2 separate regions of the Macaca mulatta genome follow, and region 1 is linked to region 2. A link is a contact called in public Hi-C data. All regions are on one chromosome and are shown on one strand. The core of a region is the stretch at or near the end of the contact, and the rest is flanking DNA. Distances in the headings are between cores, read along the strand shown. Region 1 holds the start of RSBN1L (round spermatid basic protein 1 like). Region 2 holds the start of TMEM60 (transmembrane protein 60).

What was found. Hi-C and Micro-C count contacts between places; a contact is called where the count stands out from the background.
Region 1: a contact with region 2 is called in a Hi-C map of fetal cortex germinal zone, with 2.3 times the contacts expected there. The contact joins the promoter of RSBN1L here to the promoter of TMEM60 in region 2. A contact is called at or near these places in 2 of 14 Hi-C or Micro-C datasets (fetal cortex germinal zone and fetal cortical plate).

What each region holds. Positions count from the first base shown.
Region 1 is chr3:141,836,441-141,840,103 of T2T-MMU8v2.0, reverse strand. RSBN1L (round spermatid basic protein 1 like) reads left to right here and starts at 1,562. Exons shown (of 8, transcript NM_001257886.1): 1 at 1,562-2,147. The coding sequence starts at 1,565. It overlaps LOC144339904 (a long non-coding RNA gene), which reads right to left and starts at 1,352. Exons shown (of 3, transcript XR_013415477.1): 1 at 996-1,352.
Region 2 is chr3:141,721,690-141,725,687 of T2T-MMU8v2.0, reverse strand. TMEM60 (transmembrane protein 60) reads right to left here and starts at 1,589. Exons shown (of 2, transcript NM_001193703.1): 1 at 1,413-1,589. It also overlaps a transcript of PHTF2 not described here.

The DNA of each region.
Region 1 (3,663 bases), core at 313-2,812, 110 kb before region 2:
TCTTAAAAATATTCTTTAAAAAATGAATAAATTGGCACTGTCACCCCGGCTGGAGTGCAATGGCAGATCTCAGCTCACTGCAACCTCCGCCTTCCGGATTCAAGGGCTTCTTCTGCCTCAGCCTCCAGAGTAGCTGGGACTACAGGGGCGTGCCACCAAGCCCAGCTAATTATGTATTTTTAGTAGAGACAGGTTTTCACTATGTTGGCCAGGCTGTTCTCGAACTCCTGACATTGTGATCTGCCCACCTCGGCCTCCCAAAGTGCTGGGATTACAGGCGTGAGCCACCGCGCCTGGCCACATTCCTTATCTTTTAAGCTAAAACCCATCTCCCCAAATTGCTTATCTTTGAAGCAAAAATCAAAGCACATGCTTACAAAACATCCAACACGCAGTGTGCTTACTAAATGCTAAAATACAGAAATCGAAAAAAACAATTCTTGTCTTTCAAACATCTATAAATAATCGCCAACAAATTTTTCTTGGCAACTCTAAGTTATAATAATTATTATAAAATAAAAATCTTAAGGCCGGACACGGTGGCTCACGCTTGTAATCCTAGCACTTTGGGAAGAGGAGGTGGGCCGATCACCTGAGATCAGGAGTTCGAGTCCAGCCTGGCAAACATGGTAAAACCCCGTTTCTAATAAAAACACAAAAATTAGCCGAGCATGGTGTCGGGCGCCTGTAATCCCTGTTATTGGGGAGGCTGAGGAAGGAGAATAGCTTGAATCCGGGAGGCGGAGGTTGCAGTGAGACGAGATCGCGCCACTGCACGCCAGCCTCGACGACAGAGCAAAACTCTGTCTCAATAAATAAACAAAATAAATAAATAAATAAAAAATGTTAAGGGTCTAGCCACAACAGTTCAAAAAAGTCTCCAAATCCAGGCAGACTCTCTCCTTCAAGCTTGTAAGTAATCCGAAAGTTCTAGAGTTGCCGGAAGTTATCTCCCTCAATGGATTAGAGCACATGATCTAGCAATAATAACGTACCTTGTCACCACATCAAATGATTTTGAACACCTCCCATCATCGACTACCGACTAACAAAAAGAAGGACTTGATTCCCGGCAAATTTTTCTCTTCTGAACTGAGCATCCCCGAAATCCAGCTTTCTGAACGCGCAGATGCACGGTGAGCGGTACCCCAGGAAAAATGGAAGGGAAAGTGGTACAAGCTAAAAGTCTTCTTGGCAGCAGAGACGATCGCTACCTGGGCCAAGACAGATCTGGGGGTCCAGGGCAGGGATTCTTCCCTGATATCCACCCGGCACCCGAGTTCACGCTGGCAACAGTGGAAAGCCCTCCCCTCGCAGAGCAATCCGCCACTAGCCGCACCCCGCCGAGCTCTGACCTCCAAAGAGGGTCCCTTTGGCGATCCCGCCCCTTCGTCTGATGTTTGTGCCTTTGATTGGCTCTTAGGTGGATCTCTCAGCGTGGCTCGCCCAATGGAGGTCCCGGTCGGTGGCCCGGTCGCTCCGCCCCTTCCCTAGCCCACGCGGAGGGCCCGCCCCCTGCCCCGCGCCGGCTAGCGGAGGAGAGTAAATACAACAGAAGCGCAAAATGGCGGAACCGCCGAGCCCAGTGCACTGTGTCGCTGCCTCCGCCCCCACCGCCACCGTCTCGGAGAAAGAACCGTTTGGCAAGCTGCAGCCCTCCTCCCGGGACCCTCCGGGTTCTCTGTCCGCCAAGAAGGTCCGGACTGAGGAGAAGAAGGCACCGCGGAGAGTGAACGGAGAAGGGGGCAGCGGCGGGAACAGCAGGCAGCTGCAGCCGCCGTCAGCTCCTTCGCCTCAGAGCTATGGCAGCTCCGCGTCTTGGAGCTTTGCCCCTCTGTCTGCTGCTCCCTCCCCGTCCTCTTCTCGGAGCAGTTTCTCTTTTTCCGCTGGCACGGCCGTTCCCTCTTCAGCCTCCGCTTCCTTGTCTCAGCCGGTGCCGCGCAAACTGCTGGTCCCTCCTACGCTGCTGCACGCTCAACCTCACCATCTCCTTCTGCCCGCCGCCGCCGCTGCCTCGGCTAACGCTAAGTCGCGCAGACCTAAAGAGAAGCGGGAGAAGGAGAGGAGGAGGCACGGTCTCGGCGGGGCCCGAGAGGCCGGCGGGGCCTCCCGGGAGGAGAACGGGGAGGTGAAGCCGCTGCCCCGAGGTGGGTGCCGTGCGGGGAGGGGGAGGGGAGGGTGCCGCGGGTCCCCGCCGCCCCACTGGCGCCCACGGGGCCCGGGAAGGGGGAGCGCGGCGGCCTCGTGCGCCAGCCTGGACGGGCCGGGAGGCGTCCGGTTTTCAGCAGAGGATTTTGCAGTTCCCAAGGGGATAGGAAATGGAGCCTGTAATTTCGGTTGCAGAGAAGGGGATGGCCGACGCTCTTATTTTCTGTATCGTTTCTTCCTCCCAGTTAGTGCGCTGCAGGATTTGTAAAAATCCATCTTGAGGACTCCCCTAGGTGTGTTTGGCTAGGGAGAGAGATGGAGGGAACGGGATGGGGGAAGGGTTTGGTCTTGTAAAAGATGCTCGGTTGATTGTTAGGCCATTTAGACGTGGTCGCGGGAATTCGTATTTGTGACACAGCGTTCAACCCCGGATAATCCTGTCAAAAAGGGGTGTGGAGAGAGCACTGGCGTCAGCTGGAAGCTACCAGAGGCCTGAGCTTTTCATCCCTATTAGGGAAATGAGGTAGCGTACAGGGCCCGAAGTGCGCTGTTTCGTAAGGTACCCTCCCTGCACCCTACTCTCCGCTGCGTGTTCTTAAGTGTTTTGGGTGGTCCTGTTTGAAATAGCACCCTTCTGAAAGAATTTTCAGCCATATTCTTTTTTTCCTGCAGCAAATGATAAGAGCCAGGAGCTTTGACGATTTTTGGACAGGTCAAGCGGCTGCAGATTGTTTGAGCATTAGAAAAAGGCAGATTCTTAAGGGTTCTTGTCAGAGAGGGTCAGTTTTGTTTTTAAATGTAGGCTAGTCGTATAATTTTTCAGATAGTGTTTCTTTAAAATAGGTGTTTCTGCCACTTCAGCTACGGATACATAATGATCTGACAGTAGTGCAATATACAGACTAGGTGAAAATCAAATCTTTATGTGATCGCAAGCTTAAAGCGCATGATCTTCATTATAAATGTGCACTGCTACACAGTGTTGTCAAATGACTCTTTTTTTTTGTTTTTTAGAAAAAGAAATGTCAAGCAGTTTTGGCATTGCTGATCTAACAGTAGCTTAGGTCATGAAAAATTTTCTGTTTGGTATAATATTGTTTGTTTTCACAATTTAAAACATGCTGCATGTGCATGTAGCAATAGTGCCACTTCTTCCTTGATATTTTTTGCCTGTAGCAAAACTTTGACATCTAAGCATAGCCATTAGGGACTCTGGTGCAATGTAAAGATCTCTCAGCTTCCGGGAGTGTTGCTTCTAGGAAAATGGTTTTGAGGATGGGATTTATGGTACTTTTATTCAGGAATTTTAGGTGGTTAGTATTTTAAAGCTATTTTGTTTTAACAATTATATGTAAAATTTAGGGGATAAGTGCCTGGAAGTCTGTCCGTAAGCAGCTTGGTATCATCACTAGTGTTTGTGGTGTGTAAACTGCACATTTGCTCTAAGTTCTCTGAAAGAGGAAGTAAATATGAATGTTACATAGCTGGAGTAATGGAGTATTTGAGAATAAGCAT
Region 2 (3,998 bases), core at 340-2,839:
TTGATGTACTGTGCAACATCTATACTACTTTAAATAGTGGATGGCTATCACGGTGCAAGAGGACACATCTGTTCTATTTCAACAGTTAAGTATGAGTCTCCTAACTCACCTCGTTTCCCTTATACCCATCTAGTGGCACTTAAACTTGTTTACTTAATTGGCACAGGCTTCATACTGCAGTACTTTTGCTCCTAAGGAGGCATTTTTCTGTGTTGGTTTCCTTTCCCGGCCAGAGGCTGCCATATAGTGGGATGTGGGACTGAATTTGGAAGCAGGGTTGGATGGGTGTGTGTTGATTAATAACCATGGATGGATTTCATCCTGTAAATTGCACAATCCCCATCTCCAATCTATCTGGCCGTTTTTGTGAACCTCTGAAAAACGGTTTACGATTATACATTTGCTTAAACCTAACTGTTCCATCTGCCATCGGATAAGACAAGCTTCATTTTTTTCTTATATTTGGCTGCACTCACCACAGGTGCTTTAAGGCTGGAGGTGAAAGGATGCAAGTAACAATCTTATCGTGCCTACAAGATTTATAATGTGGGATGTAACAAAATTCTGTTATGTTCTTGCACGAAAATACCCTCAGTGGGGAAGCACTGCTGATACTTAAATGACGATTGAAGGATTGTACGCTTGTAGGCTGAGCTACAACGATGACATACGATCCCAGTTTTACATTTACGTCTTCATCAATTTGGGCAGTCGTTATGTTTCCTACTATTCTCTCCACATGAAAGGGGGAGGTGCGTACTCCAAAAATGTGCTCAACTAAAATGTTTCCCATTTAAGGTGGCTATTTCCTGCACTAGGAAGACACTTAAATATTTGTTAATGATTCCTTATTCATTTTTAAAACCTTCGGAGTGACCCCGTTATGGAAATATATAGAGCCCCACCCACATCGCCCGCGGGTGGGTATCAGCCCCCATTTCCCTTCTCTCGCCACTGCCAGTACTCTACCAAGTGAACCTGCCTCATCCCAAAGATAATTTTGCTTCATGAGTCCACATATTTATTCTTCATAATGAGTCGCTTTTGAAAAGCCTTGCAGCAACGGCCTTGCCAAAGGAACAGCGTTCTGCTTACAACTTAGCTTATCTGGGGGCCTACTTGCCCCTGGAACTTCAGGACGCTCCTAAACTATACTTGCCCTTCTGCAAACACCGACAGTCGGCTCGCGGCGCCCCACCCGGACGCTCCCCTTTTATGGGCTGTGGGCCCAGCACACGTTGGAGTTTACCACGGTTCCTGCTGGATGCGCACAGAAGCCCTGGAGCCAAGCAGGCGTGTGCGCGTTTGGGGCTGGCTGTGTGATGGGTTGGGGGTCGGCCGCACAGCCCACGGAAGCATCAGGAGACCAGCGCCGGTCTACCGTGCGGGCTAGGGCAGAGCCCCAGACTCACCTGGCAGCGCCACCGGCCGGAGAGCGGAGAGGGACGCGAAGATCAGGAAATTCGCCAGTTTGGATGCTTGTCCTTTTCCGCACTTTTCCCCCCATTAAATCCAGAACCCGTCACATGATAATTAAGAAAAAAATTCAGTTCCGCCTCCCCAAAACACTGCGTTATAGGATCTCTCAGTCCTACCTCAGTGCCGCGCCCACATCCGGGGCTGGTTCTCACCGCCCCTGAGCCTATCCTATAGGTAGGGAGGACGCCAATCTGGATTCAGAGGTCCCTTTTCCGCGGTAATTGGACCATTTGTCCTCCGGTGTAAACCAACCGACTTTCCTAACTTTCGGGTTGGACAGAAAGGCGGCAATAAAAAGCCCCATTGGTCCCGCCTCTCTACTGTCACGGGTTAGGAGGGAAATCAGTCCAAGTTCAGCCTGGAGTTTCCGTGCTCCCATTGGGCCCACAGATGTTAATCAGAGCAGCCGGCGCTCAGCTCCGCCCTCTCGGGACGCCCCGCCCCTCCTCCCATCCTCCCTGCCCGCGCGCAGTGACTGCAGGCTCCGGCGCAAAATCCTGCGGGAGAGGGGGTGGGGCAACGCTCTGGAGGCAGCGCGCCCGCCGGCAGCCTCGTTGTGGCTCCTCGGGCTCTGTCGGCGGCGGCGCTAGCCTCGGAGTCTCCCGCGCGCACCTCAGCCGCCTCCTAGCGGCGCGGCGCCCGCTCCTACGGTAAGAGCGGCATCACCTCCGCGCTCGGGTGGGCCGTGTGGAGGTCGTCGAGTTCTGACACAATCTCGAGGATGGATCGGGACGAGGGAGGATAGCGGTCGTCGGGATGGAGGTGGGGGCTCCGGGGCCAGCGCGTCGCCCTCCGCCGCCGGCGTCTTTCCCGGCAGTCTCCCGTACCTGAGGGCCGGAGTCAGCCGCGACCCCCTCCTATCAGTCGGCTGGTGGCGGAGGCTCAGCCGCCTTCCCCCCGAGCTCGCGCGGTCCTCAAGCCTTGATGGTGACGGGCCGAACCCCAGCACCGCCACCCGCCCCTCGGGCCCCGCTCCCAGGCCCCTGTCCTTTGCTTCCTTCCCTTAGCGCTGTGCTGAGGGGACGTCGGGTCCTGGAAGGGCGTTCAGGGGTCTCGGGTGGCTAGCCCGGCGGGCAGGGAGAGGTCAGCTAGCGGCCGGAGGAGCGGGCTCGGGGAGGGGGGGGGGCGGCGGCTCGCGCGCTGGCGGAGGTGGAAGGAGGGTCGCTGCCCTGCCCCCTCTGAGCAGGCGGCAGTCGAGTTTTCCGATCCCAACACGGCGGAGAGGGTGCTGAGATGCTAGGCATGGGCCTTAAGGGGTAGTTCCCGTCTGGAAACAATACCGTGCTCCAACAGCATGCTTCGGTTTTTCTTATTTTTATCTGCCCAGTGTTGACAGCCAGCATTCTGGTATTGTCCTTCGAGTCATGGCTTTCTAACTCAGCACCTCCTTGTGTAACTTCAGGGATCATTCTGTCACTAATCTGTCACCCTTTTTATTTTTAGCGTGGCAAAAACAAGGAACTGCCTTATACTAACCTGTGCAGGATCTGGAACAATTTATTAATCTCAGTGCGTACTTTACATGCCAAGTAATTTTGAAATTCATGGTGAATATTAAATATTTTGTAGTTTTCGGTTACTTTCTTTGTGTATAGTATATCCTCCTTGCTTTGAGACTACTTTTTAGGTGTGATACTTTAATCTTACAGTTTTTGGTTAGCTTTTGCCATTTTAAAACGTTTTTTTCATTTTTTTTCCTCCAAGACTTTGGCTAGAGACTTAGTATTTGATCTTGTTTTCAGGTATTTTTGTAAAGTTTGTTTTCTTTCAAACTGGGCTTTTTTCACCGTATTTTTAATACTGGAAGGGGAATTCTGAGAGTCTGGAAACTGCGCACTTTAGCCTAAAGAGCCACAAAACAGTATAACAATTTGAAATCCTAACTTGGATATGGTGTATGGACTGCAAATTTTAAGAGAAGGAAATGGATATGCCTTATCAGTTGCAGTGGCTCAACCTCCATAACCTAGAGGAGAGGAATCTGGAGGTCTGGGGAGAATGAGCCGTGTCTGGGGCCAGAAACAAAGTGGTTCCAGGAAATTTTTTTGCTCCAGAAATAGCCTGCCTCCCACACAGACTAGCTGTCTGAATGCATCTGATAGTTTTAGGTTAGGTGTTAGTGAGGTGGAGAGTTTTCGTGTTCTAATTTTGACCACTTTCTGGTGGAGCATGAAAATGTGGTGAGTAAACAAGTATAGTATACAATAGGGGCACTCTTGCATAGTCAAGCCTCCAAGAGTAAACTTTCTTTGAGCCCAAACTGGCACTGGACAGTTGGCCTTAAAAATAAGGTGACCCACCCAGTTTTTAAACCATGAACCTTTTTTGGCTGGTCCATTTAATGCAGAATTGCAAGGAATTTGTAACGAAAAAAACCTTCACTAAAATGAAGAGAATTTAGGGTGTCATGTGGATAAAATGAGACTTGAAATAGTTGGACTACTTGTATATTATTTAATCATTTTAGTCCTGTGAGATGGGTACTGATTACTGTCATTTTATAGATGAGCAAACCAAGA